2 separate regions of the Gossypium arboreum genome follow, and region 2 is linked to region 1. A link is a contact called in public Hi-C data. All regions are on one chromosome and are shown on one strand. Each heading gives the region's core, a stretch centred on a gene start, on an enhancer-like site or on the middle of the called end of the contact. The rest is flanking DNA. Distances are from core to core; before and after follow the strand shown.

Evidence for each region. A called contact is a pair of places that touch in the nucleus more often than the background predicts.
Region 2: a Hi-C map of leaf shows a contact between it and region 1, with 2.1 times the contacts expected there. The contact joins the promoter of LOC128293134 here to the enhancer-like site in region 1. A contact is called at or near these places in 2 of 5 Hi-C or Micro-C datasets (both in leaf).

Annotation. Positions count from the first base shown.
Region 1 is chr1:43,999,936-44,004,839 of ASM2569848v2, forward strand. No RefSeq gene overlaps it. Among protein-coding and RNA genes, the nearest start is that of LOC128279903, 23 kb to the right of the region's middle. Within about 2 kb of position 3,011, at least 2 of the 2 cell types and tissues checked have an H3K27ac peak or open chromatin away from gene starts, as enhancers often do. A contact at or near this core is called in leaf, where this site is marked.
Region 2 is chr1:44,533,344-44,538,247 of ASM2569848v2, forward strand. It overlaps LOC128293134 (cytochrome c oxidase assembly protein COX11, mitochondrial-like), which reads left to right and starts at 2,991. Exons shown (of 5, transcript XM_053028646.1): 1 at 2,991-3,006; 2 at 3,394-3,446; 3 at 4,191-4,263; 4 at 4,349-4,450. The coding sequence starts at 4,231.

The sequences.
Region 1 (4,904 bases), core at 1,761-4,260:
ATTTATTTATGTACACTAGTTTATGTCACAAAGGAATTAATGGTCTAGTGGTTAAATGTGTTCATTGTTTCCATAATGTCCCAAGTTCAAGCCCCCACAAGAACATCTTTTAGTTAATTTTTTTTAACAATTTTGAGCTAGTGTGAACACTCTTGTCGTCCAACACATATTGTCATACAAGGTCAATCTTCCCAAAGTTCTTCCCTTTTCACTCCCATGATCCATTTTTGGTGCCATTGTCCCCTTAACTTGCCAAAACCTCTCCCTTACCTTACCTTGGCTGGCCATTGAACCTATACACTCCCCACTTCATTTTTATTTTCTCCCTTTTTCTTTCCTCCTTTCCTTTTTCCTTTGTTATTACGTATGTATGAAAGATCCTCTGATCCATGACTTTCGTTCATACTATTATTTCGATTAGGATGTTACTAATACTTTGTTTATCATACTTTCATTAAGTGCCATTCAAAAATCCTGGAATCGTATTCCACTTGTAGAAGTGTGCAATTTGACAATCAATTACCTAAGTCTCATCGAATCACAATCATTTTTAACCAAGGGTTATTTATTTATTTATTAAATTCGTACTAACACGAGTATTTGGTCAAAACCGTAGTGAGTCAAGAATCGAACTCTCCCCTTTCAAAGTGGAATCGAGATTTGTGCAATCAGATTTAGAAGGTGTAGGGATTTACTTTAATAATGATGGTTGATGATAATATAGATAAAAATAAATTAATAAGTAATAAAATATTATTTTTAATATTATTCTTTGAATAATGAAATATTGGTTGACCAAAAAAGTGTTCTTAAGGATTAATTTAAGATTCGATAAAAGAGGACACCAAGTAAGTTCTCGAAACTTCAGATCTGTGATAATGATTGTGATTTGGCGATTTTTGTAAATTATGTAATTATGTGATTTTTGTTACTCATGACATGTGATTTATGGCTATTGGATTATGTATGTGCAAATAATGTGAAAATATGATTATCGATTTTCTTATTCGAATGAAAAATATTTTACCATTTTAATCTTCTGATTCTCATGTTAAGCATGCCATATTCTGATTCTAATTCTAATTCTGATTCTGATTTGCATGTTAAGCATGTCATTGTGATAAAATATATACGAGATTTGATCCGCATGTTAAGCATGCCATTTTTCGATATTCTGATTCACGTGTAAAGCATGCCTATTGAAAATCTGTTCTGTATCCCATATCACATGCATGGGGTTGGGAAAATATGTACGGAGGAAGTATCTGGTAGTAAATTTGCAATATCTAGTGGTTCGACCACATTATTTTATTTTTGGCGGCTCAACTGCACTATCTAGTGGCTAGTCCACATTATTGGTGTGTTATTGGATGGATGAGTTTTAGGGGACTCTTTATAGTGTGTAACAGAGTAGGATTTGTTTTCTAAAAAACTACAATGTTTTCTAAAAAGCATTACATTGACATCATCGTTGTGCATTCTACCATATCTGATTCTATGAATGAATATTTGACATATTATGATAAGCTTAAATTAATGTTGGTATGAGTTAAATTCTGTTATTGTTATTATTGGTAACCCACACTAGACTTTTTAAGCTCACCCCTTTAAATTCTGATTTTTCAGATAATCGAAGTTAGGATGGGCTCGGCTACAAAGGCGCTCTTGGTCATTTTTTAAAAAAAAAAAACCTTATATTTATCAGTATTTGATATTCTAGGATTTGTTTATTTACTTTCGGCTTGGACTTTTTTTTTTTTGTTAGACTTTGAATTTTAGATTGGGATTTTTCTGTATAGTTTATATTTTAAAAACTATCATTTAAAGGATTTGCAAAAATAACAACTTAAGATGGATTTTATATAAAATAATAAAAAGGTCAGTAACAATGTTTTCAAAAATTCAATACTAAGTTTCCATTTCACGACACAATCTGCTCACGAAACTGATATTTTACAAGATGTATGTTAATCTATGTTTTCAAAACGACACATGAGTTTTAGATATAGAAATTTGTCCGCTATGATGTTTTACTTGAATTACGATGTTTTCTTAATACACTCTCAATACTTTAGTTTTTCTAAAATTAAACGATATCAACTAAATTTTAGTTTTGCTTAAAACAAGACTCAAAGACATTTTGCGAAGGCAATTTTTAAAAGAGAAAAACTTCCAAATGTTTTTACCGTACCTTTTAACTTCCAAATGTTTCTATTATACCTTTATAATGCTTAATGTGATCTTCGAGATTCAACTATAATGTCTAGGGCCGGTTTACGGGTTTACAAATCTATTCCTGATCGAACTAGTAGTGTGAGTTGAATTACTGTTCTGTGTCATTGCCTTAGGGGAAATGGGAGCAGAATGCAACTTGGACAGCGAAGCAGGTGATGGAAACAATGCAACTCCTTTGTGATTTGTCCCTAATCCCGGAGGTTAACTTTTTTTTTGGGGATGCAGCTAATATATCCCGACTTGTCTAGCCACTAGGAACCCTTCAACAAAGGACGTAGGCTTAAATAGTTGGAGATACTGACCTATTTCTGCCTTGAGGTTGCTAGTGAAGATGTTGAGAGCGTAGTTCTCAAGTAGTTGCAACTGGTTGAGGAGGCTGATGAAAGTGTCATGATAACTATCCACAGTCCCTCTTTGTTTGAGTTTGACCAGTTCAGCCATGGGGTCCTTATAGGTGCTAGACCCAAAGCGCTCTTTGAGGTGGTGAGCGTAAGATGGCCATGTCAAAAAATGGAACCCCCTTGCAGTTGAGTGAAGAAGTGATGCCAATCTAACGCTTTTCCTTCAAGGCGAAGCATCACTGTTCACACTCTCGCGTGGTCTGGAGTGCCTTCTGCTTCAAAATACCGCTTAAGTTTAGCCCACCATCCTTGAAAATCTGAGCCGTCAAATCAAGGGCACTCAAGTTTGGGAACTTTCTGCGATGTCTCCCAACTACTAGGTCGCAACATATTGCTCAGCTCACCCAAAGGAGAAAGGGATAGATGCTCTTTGGGTGGGAATCCAGGTGGATGCCCTCCTACCACTCCCTTCCCCTTGTCAACTGCAGAAGCGGTGGGCGTGGCTTGTGTTGAGTGGCCTAAATACTGCTCAAACAGTTCCTTCATCTCCAATCTAAAATCATCCCTAAAGTCCTTTATCTTAGCATCGAGCTTGCTGTTTCATTAACCTCCAGCTGGAGCTTAGCCAACTCCTATTGAATTTGAGTTGCATCATTCAGAGATCTTGTTCTGACACCCTCGCCGGCCATGGAGGACGTCTGAGCTCTGATATCTTTGATACAAGCTAGACAACAACACACAGAAAAGAGAATACGAGAGAAATCTAGAGAGGAAGAAAAAACTGATTTATTTACTGCTTGCTTCTCTCCTCAACAAAACAACAGAAATATGGAAAAGGAAATGAGACCGTAGCAACAGACACGACACACAAGTATCACAAAAAACAAAACTAATGAAACACATCATTTCATTAACAGACCCAAACATTGAAACACATCGTTTTTCTAAAAAATCAAAACACACTGTTTTATTTAAGTTGAAACACAATTAAGAGCAGCGTTTTGACAACTGCTTTTAACACCCATATCAGTCTACCCTACAAGCGCATATATATAAATATATATTAACAATATAAAAGCCTAATCCTAGTTAAACTTTTTATCTAAAATATTATCCTAACGAAATATTAATGAAAAATACTAAAAAGAAAATTAAAATATTATTTTAATGAAAATTAAAAGTAAAACTTTACAAACAAATCCCAAAATAAAAGTTCTTAAAATAGATCTTGTACATTAACTTCATTCTTTGGCTCAAAACTTTTACGATAGTCCACATTTTTGCATTTTTACTTTCTAACCTTAATTTTACTCCTATTAAAAATAAAAAATAAATTCAAAATTAGCAGTATCTCATTCAAGAATTTATCAAAATTAAACACAATAAACATGTAAATTAGACCTATTATCACCTGTATTTGGGTTTGATAAAAAAGGTATAAAAGGGGTCATATTTTCTAAATAAGTTCATTTTTTAGCATTTCGAAGTTTATGTGCTTTTGATTGAATTTATTTGGATTCTTAAGACTACATCAACAATTTAATGAATTTCTAAAAACTAAATTGGAATTTAGAATTTGTTAAATAAGCTGGTATAAATTGATTAAATTTTCGTTTTCCAAATCTAAGGCCAAACCAGCTTGGGATTAATTCGATTTGTATTTACTTTTAAAATCAACAATTTGAGTTTAAGGCATTTCAAATCTGTTTTAGGTCCATAAAGCCTAATTGAACCTGTTTTTTAAGATTAAAGCCCATTTTGGTTAAACTCGAAGCCCTTTCGAATCAGTTTCGGTTTCGAACCCATTAAAAGCCCATATTTGGCCCGTTGGGAGCCCATTTTAGTTTTTGGTTTGGATTATGCTATTAAGCTAACTTTAAAAATCTAAGTCCATTTATTTTAAAAAGTCGGGTTTTAAATTTGAGAACATTTTATCAAAAATCAGAATTTTTAATTTGGAGTACATTTTTAAACTTGCAACCCAACATCCTTTTTTAAAATAGAATCAATTCTAATTTCATTCAGAGCCCAATTTTAAGCCCGTTTCCTTTCGGCCCGATGGCCAGTCTGCATTACACTTGCAGCTAGGGTTTTGTACCCTAGTATTGAATTTATTTTGACTAGATGTGACTTCTTAGGGGCTTTGATTTTTAATTTAGATTTTCAGGGGTTTTTATATTATGTTAGATATTAGGATTTTTAACAGTAAGATTTAAATTAGATTTTTCCCAAATTTCAAATGTTAGGTTACTTTTAAAATTCAGTTTTTAAATTAAATCTTTGATTTTTAAATTTAAGTTTTAATTAGATTTTTATTTTAAAATTTAA
Region 2 (4,904 bases), core at 1,741-4,240, 530 kb after region 1:
ACCTAAAATAATATTTTTTTTAGTGTGACTTTTATCCTAGGTTGCTAAAAATAAAAGGAAAAAAATAAAAGAAAGAAGCTTGAATCTAGGATAAGGGGATAGCACTTAACCACCAAGCCTGAGACTCATTTCTTGCTTAATTTTTTTCATTAATTGTATATATTTATTTTGGGCTCAACTTATCTATTCTTTTTAGTTTATACATTTACTCAATTTTTAATTATTAACTTGTTTAACTTTATAGTTTTTAACACATTCCTATTTTAACTTATATACAATAATTAATACAGATAGTCAAATCTCATTATTAATATTTTAATTCTTTTACCACTTTTTCAATTAAGTCATAGCTTAATTAAAATACACTATTTTCAAATTAAACCTCGTAATCAAGTTTCGTTTTAAATTATTTAATATAATAATACCTTATTATATTATTTTAATACTTTAATTAATTATGACCCTAATTGCAATATCCGATTCAAACCCTTGATTTATAAATGCTTAAAGATAACCTTATAACTTGGGGCATGACCACTTTTGATTTTCACAAACACGATTCTTCTAACCCAATTTTTGGGGTGTGATAATTTTACTGTACCTCTATAGAACATTTGTCGAGTCCTGACCCTACTTATAGAATCTAAAAACTCCACTAACAATGTACCAAATAATTTCTCTAAACTAAAAGCAATAAATTAGATAGACACATAATAATATCGTAGACTAAATTTAATTGTAAAATTATAAAATCATTTTATCATCTGGTTTATTAATAACAAAGTTTACATTGATATCTTAGTTGTAGAAAAAGTATTAATACAAATAAAATGATATTTTACAACAAAATTTTATTGTATTATGTTGTAAATATTTATAATTGAAAAATATTTGCAGCAACTTTAACATATTTAATCTATACTTTATATTTAAATTCTTAATTAAATTGATGTTATAAGGCAATCAAGCATCAATCCAATTAGAAAGTAATTAAAATTCAATTATTTTATAAAATTATACAATTATAAAGGTGTTTTTATCTTTTATAAATCAATAAAAATTCATCCACAAATGAAATTTAAATTTATAATTAAATAAATATTAAACCTTTAATTTTACCATTTTAATCAAGCTTTATTTGTTTTCTACATCACCATTAAATAAATATATTTATTAGATTTTTTTCACTCACATAGTTAATGTGTCATAATCTAGTTTATATAATTTAATTAGATTTGACATCACAAGTCAAAGATAACAACCTAATTATGTAGATTATAGAAAACCCAAATCAAAATTACCGTAGCAAATGATGATTAGGGCATTTATGACTTTTAAGTTTTAATAAAAGTAAGGCTAAAATAATCACCACTTAAAAAACCACTTTAATTTTTCACAAAATATAATTATTATTTAAAAAACTAATTTTTAAATTTATTTTTCTTTTAAAATTATTAATTTTCACTCACATAAAATATTACTAGATTTCGAGACAGACGTGGAAAGAACAGTTTAATATTAAAATATATTTATCAAAAATTATTTAATAATTTAAATCATAAATGAAGTGGTAAAGTATTACGAATAAACTTCCATTAGTCTTAAGTTCAGGCAGTAAACATTTAATTTTAGTTGTTTTTCCTAAATATTTTATATAAAAATAATAAGAGATAAAAACTATTATATTAATATTTATTACTTTATTTAAAAATATTTATAAGTAATTTTATTTACCGAATTTGTGTTGAGTATCAACCTCTAAATAAATGTGATATATGAAAAGAAATACGAAATAAAGCTTGTTCTACTACAATAAAATTATATAGGTGTTGTAAAAATATATTAACATATTATTATCATTGCAAATTATACTGCAAAACAAATACATTGTGTTTGTTTCACAAATTGAATCAACCAACTCAGTTAGTAAAATTATAAAAGCGAATAAATATAATTAAAATATAAAATTAAAAATAAACAATCCACATTTATTAAAAACAAAAAAACTGCACACTTCTATAATAACTACAAACTAATTTACATATCTATTTTTACAATTTTCTTCAAAATAATTATTTTTCACTTGAGTGAGTCAAATTTTAGTCTACACAAATTCCTCAAATTTTATTTCCAGAAATTCTTTTGCTCGATAAATTATATTTTTTATTATTAATTTCTGACACCATCTTTTAAAGGGTTAAATAAAACTTTTTCTTTTTGAGAGAAAAGTAAAATTGTATCATATATTAACTTATAATTTTATCATTTATGAGATTATTAAGGGTGAGTTTGAAAAACTTTTGAAAATATCCATTTCATTGAAAATTTATAATATTTGATTTTTATGTGTTTGATTATCGTATTAAATTTCGAGTTAATTCAAAATTTTTAATAAAATAAATAGATAGATAACTACTTATCACTTACAGCATGTTTGGTTGAGTGTAATGCTAAACCATTACAGGTGAATTCAGTGGCCCATCCTTATTCCATTGTTTAGTTGGTTGTAATAGGCTATTACAGCCATATTCTATACAGCCTTATTCAAGGCAAAACTGTCGTTTACCATTCGGCACTCTATCCACGGAATACCCATTCAGCGTGTGTGAGTTTCAACTTTACCCTTCTCCCTCTTTTTCGTTCTCACGTCTGAAGCAACTTCTTTTTTTCATTCTTCCCATTTCCTTCCAACCTTCTCCTCTTTTTCATTGTCACGTCTGAATCATCTTCTTTTTTTCATTCTTCTTCCCATTTCCTTCCAACCATCTCTCTCTTTTTCATGCTTCTATCCTCACCAACCCTTTGACAAACCCTATTGTTTAGTTTTATTTTTCCCTTTGCTCTTATCTAGCTTCCTGTGAAGGCTAAAGCGGCTCCTTTCTTTCAGCTACCCACGCTTTCAAGCTTCCAACTTTCCCAGAAGCCCCAAGGCTGAAACCGAGAAGAAGACGCTACAAATACTAATTTGGGGTTCCATCCTCAATTTTGGCTAATACCCTTTCCAAGGTATAAAGCTCTCTTTATTAATTTCATCATTTTATTTCAAGCTTTATGTCCTTAGTTCTGATGTGGGTTACTTTTATTCGACTCGTTCATGCTCAAAATTTGGTCCTTTTTTAGCAAATTAGTCGATGCTTTTGATTAGTTTGATAGTGGGTACCATATCATATGTTTCTTTTATGTGAAAACACTGCTTTGCTCCTTTGAATTTGGAACTGGTAGACTGTTGTTTGCCTTTAGTCTGCTATATATATATATATATATATATATATGCTGTGGAAAAGTTATTGGCATTTGTGCTATTTTTTATCCTATCCTTTTATTATTTTCATGCTTTTCTTCTTTTCTTTTTTCTATTGGTTTTCAACCAGAACATATACTTGTTTTCTTTAGAGTGTTGAAGAAAAGATTGCTCAGCATGAAAAAGATGGGACAGTAGTAACAAGGTGAGCTTTCTAGGCTTTGGATGTAAGAGCTTATCTTCATCTATATTTTTCATGATTATCATCATAATGTCCTTTCTGTTAATTTTATTGTGATTCTATTTCAATGCTTAGTTTTTGTACTGTTTTATATGTTAAACCTGGTTCTGTGGTTTGCTTCTGCTTGTAACATTCTCAGTTCTACTTGTTGACATTTTCTGCTTAGATATGTATATGTTTATTTGGTTAGTTGTAATTATGATTATTTATTATTATTGTTATTGTTTTTAAAGTGTTTTAGAGCATGAAGTCATTCCCCCAATGAGAAACCGGTTACCATTCTTCTTATTAGAAAAATGATGGGAAAACGTTGAAACTTGTTTGTTACAAGAAACATTTGAGTATGATGGGAAAACAACTTAAACCAATAATGGTCTTAGTATGTTATTTCTGAAACAAATCAAGAAGGGAATGGGATGTTTTATGAGGTAAAACCATAAAAGGTGTCATAAGACAGATTGCAGGGTATCACTCCCTTCCGATTATACTCTTTATTTATATATAAATGCGACTTTTTTACAAAAGGGTAACAAATAGGAATGAGGTGGTAAATTTTAGTATCATTCATCATTTCACATCAGCCAGTTTGTTCAATTCAATTCATGCATTTCTAAAGATGCTATTATGAAGATGTTAGACTTGCATAACGATATGATCTTTCTTGTACTTCTATGCCTTTTTTTGAGAAATTTTCTCTTATCTTTTTAGGGAGATAGTAGTGCAATTCAATGTTGATGTGGCATATGGAATGCCCTGGAAATTTGTTCCAACTCAAAGAGAGGTTCTTAACTTCTCTGTTATTTTGGGGCACTGTAGAGTGCTTCTTTTATCAATTATTTTCTCATTTTTTTTTATTTTTCTGCTAGGTGAGAGTCAAGCCTGGAGAAAGTGCTCTTGCTTTTTATACTGCTGAAAATCGAAGTTCAAAACATAACTGGTGTCTCTATTATAACGTCACCCTAATGAAGGTACTGATACTTACTCATGCTCCATTATGAAATTTGGATCTTTGAAATTTGTTATTTCTAAAGTTAAGTTATTAGTGTTTGTTTAGATCTTTATCAACCTCTCAAACGTTATTTGGTTGTGTGAGCCGTTAGGCTTTTTAACCATTTCTTGCTAGCTTAGGTTTGACTTGTGCTGTTTAGGCTTGAATTATGTACATGATTTAGTAGTCTTCCTTTCAATATTATTGTTCAAATAATTTATTCTTTGTCATATCCTTGTTACTACATTTCTAGTTTGGATTGAGAAAATTGTCTGCTGAGCTCTGCTACTCATTTATCCTCTTGTGCATGTCATAGATTCCATGACATACACTTCCTTTTCTCTTTCTCACTCCGTGTCTAAATTTATTTCTAGAATTTTTCAGTGGAACCCGCATGAGTCTATGCCTAACCTTATTATTTTATATTTATAGTT